Regions from separate parts of the Sus scrofa genome. Here region 1 is linked to region 2. A link is a contact called in public promoter capture Hi-C data. All regions are on one chromosome and are shown on one strand. The core of a region is the stretch at or near the end of the contact, and the rest is flanking DNA. Distances in the headings are between cores, read along the strand shown.

Region 1 (6,395 bases), core at 870-3,369, 530 kb before region 2:
GGCTAGGGGTCTAATCAGAGCTGTAGCCGCCGGTCTACACCACAGCCACAGCAACACAGGATCCAAGCCGTGTCTGCAACCTACACCACAGCTCACAGCAACATCGGATCCTTAACCCACTGAGCAAGGCCAGGGATCAAACCAGGGATCAGAGTTCCTAGTTGGATTTGTTAACCACTGAGCCATGACAGGAACTCCCATAAAATAGTTGACCTATTTGCAATCCTTCAGTGTATAACCATAAAGTCATGTAAAACAAAAACCAATTGCAAAGAAAAAATTTTGAGATAACTTAAGATGATTTATCATAATTACACTCCTATTCTTTCCTGCTAGATTAAATTCATACACACTCATAGTCCTGGAAGCAGGCTTAAATTATTGGAGGATGAGGGTACGGAGTTAAAATCCCTTCTAAGGATGGGAATAGTTTATTTTGGCTGCACCCACAGCATGCAGAAGTTCCCTGGCGAGGGAACAAACTTGTGCCACAACAGTGACACAAACCACAGCAGTGACAATGCCAAATCCTTAACCCACTGAGCCACAAGGGAACTCCTGGATGGGAATATTTTAAATTGCTGTGCTGGTAAGTAATTTGTCTTCTTTTCTTGGTGGAGTCAGTAAATTTCATTATTGGGAAAACAGAATTTGTTTTCTACTTTTCTGAGAATATTTGGCTTGAGGCCAAATATAAAATGCAGACTCCCAGTTCCCAAGCCCGCCAGTCTGATTTAGAAGAGCTGGTCGATTTCAAATATCTGCATTTTCCCCCCTTCCTTGCTTCCTTCCTTCCTCTCTTTTGATTTTTTTGCTTTTTTGGGGCCACATGTGTAGCATATGGAAGTTCCTAGCCTAGGAGCTGCAGCTGCCAGCCTACACCACAGTCGCAGCAACTCGGGATCTGAGTGGTGTCTGCAACCTACACCACAGCTCACCGCCACGCCGCATCCTTAACCCACTGAGTGAGGCCAGGGATCAACCTGCATCCTCATGGATACTAGTCACGTTCTTAACCTGCTGAGCTACAATGAGAACTCCTTTTTTTCTTTCTTCTTAGGGCCGTACCTGCAACAACTTGATGCCAACAGCAGCTTTTGGCAACTCGAGATCCTTAACCCACTGAGCAAGGCTAGGGATCAAACCCATACCCTCACTAGTAGGTTAAGAACAGTTCCTTTAACTCACTGAGCTACAACAGGAACTCCTCAAATATTTGTATTTTAACTAGTACCTAAATGATTCCCATGCAATAGCCGGAAGATCAACTTTGAAATACTGTTGGGTGAGGGAACACTGTCTCTTGCTTTTTGTTTGGAGGGTTGGTTTGTTCTCTTCAGTCTCTGCGTGGTATTCCTATTCCGGCAAAAGACTCATTATCCAGTTGTAATTAGTTTTAAGAGAGTGAAGAAAAAGACTTGGAAAAACGCTATGTCGGCTAGAAGAGAGTGACGGAGGGAAGGAGAAGGATGAGGCGGTCAGGGATCAGGGAAGATGATGGAGGGGGCGGCGGCAGGCAGAGAGGTTTTCGTTTTTACCATTTATCAAACCCCGAGCACCTACTGCCAGCACTGTGCCAGGTGCTGGAGATTCAAAGGTGACCTTGACAGCAGCACCCACCTTCAGGGAGTCTAGAGCAGCCTGAGGCAGGTGCGAGGGTGCGGTGGGAAGGCCAAAGAGGGGCCCCAACCCAGTGTTGGAGCCGTAAGGCGAGGCTTCGTGGGGCGCACCTGTACGCTCTGGACCCCGAGGAGACTTCGGGGCGGGGGGGCGGCAAAAGGAGCAAATTCATTCTATTTAATTTTTAAACTTGTCTTTCTTGCTTACCAAAGTAATGCGTGTTTGGTGTGAAACTTCTCGGCATAGGAAAGTGTAAGCCTCCCTGCTGCTGCTCACCGCCCCTGCCGGTCTGGAGCTTTCGGACCCGGGACTTTGAGGACTGGTTCCCGGAAGGCGAAGGCCCGCATCGGTCCTCCCCCCAGCAGGGGGCGGCATGCTGCACGCCAGGCGGCCGGCGCATCTCTCTTCCACACGTAGCTTGCGTGATCGCTGGCGCTACATACTGCGCCTGCGCGCGCGTCGCGGCCCTTTTTCCCCCCCGGGAGCGGTGCTGGGCCTGCTGCTCTGTGGCAAGCCGCCGATTGGGAGCTCTGTTCTGCAGGATGGTGAGTGGATATCCCGATCTCGGGGCTACGGAGGCACGGGGGTTCCTGCTTCTTGTCCCAAGGCCCGTCTAGGGTCCGTCTAGCGTGGCGCACGGATCGGATGGCATTAGATTGCCGGCTCTGCCGTGATCCGGCTGCGGCTCCCAGCGTGGCCTTAATGGCTGCCACGGCGCGTAATCGTGCGGGGGAGGGGTGCCAGGAGAGGGGAACCGGGGCACTGGATTGCGGGTGAGGGGTGAGTTTAGTAGACAAGCCGCAGGATTAGTGCCAGTTGTGCCGCGGGTCACTGGCTGGCGGCCGAGCCGGGCGGGTTGCATGGACAGTCGTTCTCAGACGAGCTAGGGGAGGCCTGAGTGGAGACCGGCTGCGGCTCCTCGGACCCAGCGCCCCCATGACCGCTTGATGGGTTTTCTGGGAGACCGTCGGACCCCGCAGGTCGTTCAGAAGGCCTGTGTTGTCGGCCCGAAGTGGCTTTTAACCCAGATCCGTCAGTAGAGCTGGCAGGCTGTGGCGTCTCTGGGCCCCGAAAGGAAGCTCGTTGCGTTTGGTACGTGCCTCCTGCCTTTCTGTAGGTTGTCGGTGGCACCAGTTTTTAATGAGTTTCCGGGCGTGGTGTGGCTTTAGAAGGTGAGGGACAGTGTTTTAATCGGCAGAGTGATTGCTGAGTAAGTTCTTGGTCAGTTGCGTTTTGTGACAGGTAACTTAGGCTTTTGAAAAATGTTCGTATAAAGGGGGAAATAGGTTAGATTCTTGAAATGGAACAGTATTAAGAACAGACATTTGGCAAGATTGCTGTCTTGAGCAGTATTTTGCAAAAGTTAAGAAATTGGCCTACGTTTGTGTTTGTTGTTTCCTTCCATTTCCCCCCACTGGCTCATTTTTATTGCTTTATAAAGCTATAAATTTTGAGCCATGGAAAGTAGAGGAAAGTGATTCTCGAGCTTTGATTTGATAAAGGCTGGACTCTACAAAAAGTGGTGGTTGTCAGAATTCACTGCAAGTTTCAATTTTGAAGTGTTACTTTGTTACAGCTCAAATGTCAAAAGTATAAACTAAAACAATCAAAGTGTTAATAACATTTCTTTTTTCTTAAAGGGGTTTGTAAAAGTCGTCAAGAATAAGGCTTACTTCAAGAGGTACCAGGTGAAATTTAGAAGACGACGAGGTATGGTCAGTTTTTTGTGTTCACACGTTGAAACGATTTCTGCTTCTCTGGCAGTGGAGTAGACTTTCTTAAATTGTTTTTTTCTTTCAGAGGGTAAAACTGACTACTATGCCCGGAAACGATTGGTCATCCAAGATAAAAATAAGTATAACACACCAAAATACAGGATGATAGTTCGTGTAACCAACAGAGATATAATTTGTCAGGTAAGTTGTATTCTAGACTGAGTGACGGATGGTACCCCTGTCCCACCCTCACTGTGCTAAACAAATGGTCCTTGGGAAGCAAAACATGTGTATGGATTAGGTCCAGCTCCTCTGGAGCCCGGCATTCCAGGGAATAGTAGAGTGAGTAGTAGGTCTGAAGTTGGGGCCTGGGAAATGGGTCCTTCCTAACAATACTCTGATGATCAGCTGTTTGGCAGTTTTGATCCAGGTTCTTCCTGTTCATTTTCTAATTGGGAAAGGAAATTTATGGTACTGTGCTGTTTTCCTGAGGCCGGGAGGATAAATCTGAGGCCAAGTAGAAGGGTTTGCTCATTGCAGTTCAGCAGGATAATAGAACTTGTCATGGGTCCCCATCCCCACAGCTTTGAAGAGGGAGGCGGTTCAGAACATTCAATTAGACTCTTAAGATTATTCTTCCTGCTTATTGTTGGAAATAGGTTTCAATAAATACATATGAAAGTGTCTCCCATGTAGAAAACTTTCAGAAAGTGGCTCTTTGCTCCTTAGAAGGTAGTTTTCTGGGCTGTTATGGAAAACTCTTCATAGTTGAAATTTGCAGGGGACAGGCACACTCCTTGGTTTTCTGGGTTGCGAAGGCAGTCTCCTTCCCCAAGCTCAGGTGACTAAACATTAGGTATCTGAAGCGTCCTTGGACTTAGATATGCTTAGTTCAAAAGATGTTTAAAATAATCGGGGATTCTTTAGTGCCTCCTTAATTCACCAGCTAAACCAGCTCAGAGTCTTTTCAGTATTTAGAAGTAAGGAACTACATACAGTATAACTTCTTCCGAGGGCATTTTAATCTTTGATGTCTGTGGTAATTTGAAACTTAGATGCTGTGATGATAGAGGTATTTACAGACTCATAAAGCTACCTATTGTAGTTGACCAAGTAAGTCCTTTGAAAAAGAAGGCACTTAGGACAAGTACTCAAAACAGTGAAAATAGATCACTGACCTGGTTTTTCTGTTATTTGTAGATTGCTTATGCCCGTATAGAAGGAGATATGATAGTTTGTGCAGCTTATGCTCACGAACTCCCAAAGTATGGCGTGAAGGTCGGCCTGACAAATTATGCTGCAGCTTATTGTACTGGCCTGCTGCTGGCCCGCAGGGTAGGTACACGATTACTCTTTGATGTGCTGTTTCCAGGAAAGATGTGCACACCTGGGTAGGGTACCTGCAGCTTTGGGGACGACCAGTCCCTGCTTTTGCTCTGGGGCTTAAAGGGCGGCATCAAGGAAGATGGCTTTATAAGTAAATACACTGTTGAGACATGCACTTTCTAATGTGGGGAACCATTTTTTGTTTTCTTTCCTGTTTGTTGGCTCTATCTAGACCAGTAACATTTTCTGCAGTGGTGGATGTCTGTCATCCGATGGGGAGCCAGTAGCCACACGTAGCTGTTGAGTACTGAAATGTGTCTAGTGCTGATGAAGTCTGTTTTTAACTGAAATTTCAAAAGCCATTTGTGCCTAGGTGGTGGCTACCTTGTTGGGACAGGTCTACCCAGAAGTGTAGATCTTCTGGCCATCAGCATCATTAAAAATGCAGACTCTACTCCAGACCCTCAGAGTTTATATTTTTATACGATGCCCAAGTGATTTATGTGCCACGCTGCATTTTGAGAAGCCCTGCCTTAAGCTTTGGGGGCAAGGGCAGGCTTTGGGGGGATTCATTTTTGTTTAAATAAGCTTTGCCACTGGGTGGCAGCATTTCCTGTAATACACAGAAAGGAGATGAACATTTTACCTTATTTTTTTCTGGGTTACTGACCTTGTTTTGCAGTGGAATTGTTAGGCATGCATCATTTTGTTGGGGGCCCACATCTGCATTGGTTATAAACATGTTTGGGTGGGGAGCATTGTCTTCCATGAGGGCAGCTGGGTGCAGAGGCCTTACTTCTAGCAAAGACCTAGCTGGATGATATGTGCCGGCAGAGGAGTGGCTCATGCTAACATGATGTAGTGATAGGGAGAGCCACAGGATCCTACTTACTCCTAATACTATAATGGAATTGAACAAAGCTACATTTGGTAACATTTACTATTTAGTTGTTGAATTATAGCCACATATGACTAAAGAAATGTGGAGGTACCTTTATTGACGTATCATATGTCCTAACTGATTGCTACAAAAATCAGGTATGAACAGTGTAGCAGATTCAGAAACTGTTAAACAGTTGTTACAGTTGTGGGTGAAATTGGATGTCTGAAACTTCTTTTTGTAGCATTTAAAAGTAGATTGGATAAGTGAATTAGAAGGACATTTTTTGTCAGGTCATAAAGTTATGACTCTTGAGATATTGTTAAAGTTGTTTGAATATATTTGGACAAGCATGTAGACTGGCTTCTTTGTTAATAGCTTCTTAATAGGTTTGGTATGGACAAGATTTACGAAGGCCAGGTCGAGGTGACTGGAGATGAATACAATGTGGAAAGCATCGACGGTCAGCCTGGTGCCTTCACCTGTTACCTGGATGCAGGGCTTGCCAGGACGACTACTGGAAACAAAGTTTTTGGGGCCCTGAAGGGAGCCGTAGATGGAGGCCTGTCTATCCCTCACAGGTAACAGGGTGTTCAGGGCCTCCGTCTGGATGCCAGGGCTGCTGTGCTTCCAACTCCTGGGGGGCTGTGGACATAACTGAACCAGTTAAAGTAATAGTAGCCATCACGGTGTGCCTGTGACCTGCTGGGAACTGTGCAACAAGAACCTGCCAGGGTGCGAAGGAACTGTAACATGTTTTATGAGACGAGTCTGGGGTTCAGAGGTAAAATGATTTGTCCAAGGTTGTTTTTTGGGGGCTGCACCCTTGGCATGTGGGAGTTCCTGGGCCAGGG
Region 2 (5,736 bases), core at 1,586-4,085:
GCTTTATGTCAATTACGGCCATCTCCTGTTTCCAGAACAATTTCTGCCTCCACAACTTCATGTTGTTACTTTGAAGACAGTTTATTTTCTCTCCACCTCAAAATATAGTCAAAAGTCTGTATTTTAAAGCTCCTTCATTACTTCTCAACAGCGCCAATGGATTTTTGAGGCATAACCATGTGGTAAGTCTTCTTGCTGACCCATGATGAACCCATTAACATAAACCTTTTGAGATTTGGGGGTTATTTGCTCTTGCAATATAATCCAGCCTATCCCCACTGTTATACTGAGTTCAGGGAAGTAATTTAGCTTTATCGTTTCACTTTCCTTATCGGTAGAGATTAAATCAGCACCTTAATCTGTAGAGATTAAAATACGGTTGCTCTTGAGGATTAAATGAGATAATACAGGTGAAAGTACTTGGGTACGATCAGGTTAGTAATAACAAATGAGCATAATGGGAAGTACTTGTTTGCTTTTTCAAACATTTAACCTCCAAATTACAAATGGTATAAGATTATTGTCAGCAATTTTAGCTGAAAGTTTGGGCATCTACAAATTAACACATCTTAAGATTACTACAGAGTTAGCCTAACTCATCCTAAGAAACAGCTCTATTTTGTTTCTGTTCATATCATGAATTTTGGGATACCATGAAAAACATGTTTCATATACAAGCATTCTAAAACCCTTAAAGCTTATTAAAGAGATGCTATCCTTGTCTTTTCAAAAGTCTATTTATAATAGGGATCTACTGTTCTATAAGTGTTTAAATGTGGGCTCCAGATTAACATATTTCTCTGCTATTTATATTTAAAATTTCCCTCAGCCATACTACGTATGGGTTATCAGTGGCTGAAGACTACCCAGACCTGGTAAAGATGACAGCCATACCCCATCATTTATATAATAATTCATAATGTTAAAGGTGCTTTTACATACAGTCTCATTCGACTTTGTGTCTTCTGAGTTATGTAATATTTCCATTTCTGGTTGAGGAAAAAGGAGACTTGGAAGGTGGCCTGCCTAAAGTTACAAAAAACTGGGACTGGAACCTGTTTCTTTACTACACATTTCTTGCTTCTTTTACCACAGAACTCTGTAGTAATAAATTACTGGAGTAACAACATGTGTGCTCTACTGCTTTATGTATCATAACCCTACAAGCCTATGTAGCACAAATGTTATATGAAAAGGCAAAATTATCATTATTACATTTTTTTCAAGAATATTAAGTTTTGGGTCAGTGACAATGTGATCATTTCGGGGACCTTTTTTGCTAGCTAGCTTTTTCAGGCTTGCAAACTTGGTAAGCCCAAGATAAATTTAGGCAATAAAACCCTTTAATGCAACAGTACCTTGACGTACAAAAATACTTAATAGCCAACATCTGAGCCAAGAGTTTCACATTCCCACTTTAAAGAAAAACTTTATCAAATAAATTTTGTTTCGACTAAACTTAGTAACACTGAGAAAAAGGGTCTAAACTCCAGAAATTAAAAAACCTGCAAGTGTACTGGCGAAAATGCTAAATGAAAAATTTTTTTAAAAATGTAATTAAGGTCTCCTAAAGTGCTACACCTAGGATCATACACCAAAAGGTTTTAAGAAAACATTTCAAACAAGCCAGTTGCTGTCCAATCTAAGAACAATTTAGCTGATTAACTAAAGTGCCCAAACTCATGTAAACGGTATCTGGTTTGCCTTTTAGAAATTGCACCTCCCTATTTATAATATAGTCTGCTTCTTCAAAATGACAGTATGGCAAACTTAGCTTTTAGAAATAATGCAATTTTTCTTTTTTTTTTTTTTTTTTTGGTCTTTTTGTTGTTGTTGCTATTTCTTGGGCCGCTCCCGCGGCATATGGAGGTTCCCAGGCTAGGGGTCGAACCGGAGCTGTAGCCACCGGCCTACGCCAGAGACACAGCAACGCGGGATCCGAGCCGCGTCTGCAACCTACACCACAGCGCACGGCAACGCCAGATCGTTAACCCACTGAGCAAGGGCAGGGACCGAACCCGCAACCTCATGGTTCCTAGTCGGATTCGTTAACCACTGCGCCACGACGGGAACTCCTTTTTTTTTTTTTTTTTTTTTTTTTTGGTCTTTTTGTCTGTTGTTGCTATTTCTTGTGCAATTTTTCTTAAGAACTTGATACACGTTTGCAAAAAAAAAAAAAAAATCAGAGCCCACTCTTTTTCGCTTCATCGAAATCCAAAATGTCTAAATCGGAACCTTCTAATCTGGCTCATTGTAGACTAGGCGTTTCCACTACGATGGATCTTATTTCTAGTTTCCAGTTTAGGTATTAGCAGTGACCGCGAGGGAAAGTCACTTTTCTGAATGTTTCCCATAAAACCAGAAAATGGGTGGGGCGCCCGAGTTTCCACCCGAATAACGTCTATGAGGTACTATCCAAAGCGTCTTCCTGTGGACGATACAGACACACCGGGTTCTACTTCCCCCATACTGCACGGCCGAGCCCAGGCCTCCTTCCTCTTCCTTTCAATCTCAATTCGGGCGCTTTAGGATGAGCAACTAGAATTCTTTAAACGAAATCCAGCGCCCCTTTGTCTGCAAACTTGGCTAGGAATGGGTTCCGAGCCTCAGCGGGTTGAGAGGGCAGAGGCGGCTTTCCATCTTCGCCAGTCCACGCAGCCACCCCGGCCCGCGTCCGACGCCTGCCGGGGCGCTCCGGTACCGCGGGGCGCGCGCCCGGCCGCTACGGCCCCGGGAAGGGGCGGGACCCCAAGGCGCGTGCCGGGACCACGGAAAGCGGAAGCAGCTGGCGGGGAGGACGGGCGGTTCCCGCCGGCGCGGGTGGGGGAAGGGCTGCAGCCACACCCGGAAGTCGGGCTGGAGGGGGGGAAAACGTGTGGGGGCGAGACTTCCGGTAGCGCAAAGGGTATCGGGAGAGACTTCCAGCAAACCTTCTTCTGTGGCCTCTGGAGGGACCACCGTTACCGCGTCTTCGGCTTCCACGGTCTGCGTTCGGGCTGAACGGCCACAGCGGCCGCCCCTGCCGCTCGCCTGTGCCGGCTCTGTCCGTCTTCGTTCCCCGGCGGCCGCCCGGGTTCCAGCAGCGGCCGCGGCCGACATGTTGTGAGGCGGCGGCGCCGGTGTCTGAAGGATGGTTTGGCCGAGGCAGCGGCAGCGGCTGCTGGCGGCGGCAGCGGGGGCTCCGGCTCTGTAGAGCCCGGCCCGCTGGGTGTCCGCCCGGTACCGCGGCCAGGCCAGTGCCCCTGGACCTTGCCTCTGCTCCGGCGCCGTTGGGGACCGGTTAGGCGACAGCGCACGCCCCTCTGAGGAGGCACGAAGGTGGTTCTCCGGGCTTAGATTTCCGCACCACCTTGCTTTCCCTCGCTGACCTGGGCGGTGCTGTCCCCAGGATCCTCAGCCCCCAACTTTGTTCCCAGCCTCGCCCTGAATCTCACGCACGCGGGTGTTTCTTGCCCTCTTGACCCCCCCTTTATCTCCTGCACCCTATTCTCAGAGCGCCGCCGGGCTCACTCTCCGAGGCGCCCTTTTGAAAGAAGCTTCGTGGAGTGTGGACCAGAGCTGGGGAGTTTTTTACAAGTCGGGGCACGAGAGGTAGGAAGGTACGATGGCCTCCTCATCTGGCAACGACGATGATCTCACTATACCCAGAGCTGCTATTAATAAGATGATCAAAGAGACTCTGCCCAATGTCCGGGTGGCCAACGATGCCCGGGAGCTGGTGGTGAACTGCTGCACTGAATTCATTCACCTTGTATCTTCTGAAGCCAATGAGATTTGCAACAAATCGGAAAAGAAGACCATCTCGCCAGAGCACGTCATACAAGGTAAGTGGTCTCTGTGGGCTTTTGCTGCCGAAGAGGGGCCGGCCGGGGACGGCGTGCTCGTGGGCGACGCCGTCATGTCCCAGCCCTCAGGCTGGTCCTGGTGGCTTAGTGCTGGTCGCTGACAAGGCCCCGCGGGCGTGGGGGCAGCCGGCGCCTTCACATCCCCGTGGCGGGTTCTCGCCCTTTTCAAGCAGCGGATGGTGGAAGAGCTGCCCAGCGGCGGGGCCAGCTGGCGTGCCCCCGGCTCGAGCGGGAGGGGTGCTCTCAGTTTACAGCCGGGCCAGCCGAAGCGGCAGGAGTTTTGCCTGCCTGCGGTGGAACCCGGACGTGAGGAGCGAGAAGGAGCCTGCGGAAGGGGGACCGAGGGCGTGACAACGGAGAGGAACCCAGAAGCTGTCCCGCGGAGGCTCTGAATGCAGACGGGACCTTCATCCCCACCCGAGCCCTGCCCCAGGGTGGAGGGAAAGACGCGTGTTGAGAACGCGGGGAGAGTGGGAGGAACGTGGATGTTGAGCGCTGCGCGGTGGATTAGGGTTGGATGGAGAGAGTGTCTGTGTTCTCTGCTTTGAAAATGGTCCTGCCGGCCAGCAACAAGTTGCCAGAGCTCTCAAGTTCTATTCTGTAAGAAAAGGCACCCTTTCCTCTCCCTCCTCTCCTTTCCTTCTCTTTCCTTCCTTCCTTCCCTCCCTCCTTCCTTCCTTTTTCTTCTGCAACTTGCTTTGCTTTGTGGCGGTAGCTTTTCCAAGCTTGGATGGAAAGATTGTGAGGTTTTTTTTCGCGGGACATTCCGCTGCCCTTTCCTGCCGTCCTCCCCACTTGGATGTACACACGCAACCTTTTCTTGAGCAGCGCTTCTGGAAGTGTAACAGTTTCTTCTTTCTTCTCTTGGAAAGGATTTAGTTCAGTAATAGAGTTGGGGAACTGTATTCTGATGGTTCGTTTCAAAAATGAAGAGACATTCACTAATTATGTTTTAGGAATTACTTTCTGTGACTTGTACATGTATTCTTATGAAAAGACTGCATTCAATTTGAAGTGAGACTTTACCTTTTATAATAGTCTAATTAAAATTTTTAACAATTTCTTGATTGCTTTTGAAGTAAAAAATCACGGTTAATTTTGGTAGGCAGGTGGTTGTCTACCATTTTATTTTTATAATTCAACTTTTTGAATTATATACAGTTTTATATAAAACTCAACTTTTATATAAAATTCAACTTTTTTTATAATTCGATTTTTTAAAAGGTGACTTTCTTGTTATTCTGAAGTAGAGGACACATCTCATACTTAACCATATGTAGTATTTCACTGTCAATATTGACAAAAGGATTAAATGAGTCACTTTTGATCCTTAATGATGTGTGGAAAGTAGGTTTAAAACATACTCTGCCGTTTCCATTTCAGTACTTCCTTATGGAGGAAGGAAATCCCTAGGGAAAAGTTTATTTGATTTTAAAGCTAGAATATTCTTCTACTTGTTTGGTGTACTCTGGCAAGTAAAATGAAAGCAAAAGTTGTCTGTTTTTCCTCTTGTGTTTTATTTTTACATTGTATGTGCAATTGTTGGCACAAGTCTTTCACAAGATTATTCAACACAGATAGCTATAATTTCGTTTTACAGCTTATAAAAGAGAAAAAGGATCTTTGATCAACATTGCCTTTCCAATGAAAATTGCAAAAGATTTCAGAAGGATCTGCCTAAACACTTGTTTACACCACAGACGTGGTGATCATTCCAAAAATCTAATAACACATCACGATCTGTCTTCTTGGGTAGAGTTTATTCTTTTCTAGGATATATTTAGATATCTGATTGACATGATGGAAGAAAAGTGCAGCTGTAGCTAGCAGTATGCTAAATAGCTCAACTCTGGAATATGCTAAATTCAGTTTAATGTATGAGTCAGAGAAA

What was found. Promoter capture Hi-C pulls out the DNA fragments that hold promoters and counts their contacts.
Region 1: a promoter capture Hi-C map of liver shows a contact between it and region 2, with 2.5 times the contacts expected there. The contact joins the promoter of RPL5 here to the promoter of DR1 in region 2. A contact is called at or near these places in 1 of 5 promoter capture datasets (liver) and 1 of 2 datasets of contacts at active chromatin or transcription factors (alveolar macrophages).

Annotation. Positions count from the first base shown.
Region 1 is chr4:124,363,336-124,369,730 of Sscrofa11.1, reverse strand. RPL5 (ribosomal protein L5) reads left to right here and starts at 2,119. Exons shown (of 8, transcript NM_001114284.2): 1 at 2,119-2,165; 2 at 3,261-3,330; 3 at 3,421-3,536; 4 at 4,536-4,670; 5 at 5,920-6,122. The coding sequence starts at 2,163. It overlaps EVI5 (ecotropic viral integration site 5 protein homolog), which reads right to left and starts at 1,953. Exons shown (of 18, transcript XM_021090214.1): 1 at 1,828-1,953.
Region 2 is chr4:123,832,974-123,838,709 of Sscrofa11.1, reverse strand. It overlaps DR1 (protein Dr1), which reads left to right and starts at 2,835. Exons shown (of 3, transcript XM_001928479.5): 1 at 2,835-3,824. The coding sequence starts at 3,605. It overlaps CCDC18 (coiled-coil domain-containing protein 18), which reads left to right. Exons shown (of 32, transcript XM_021090190.1): 32 at 1-1,129.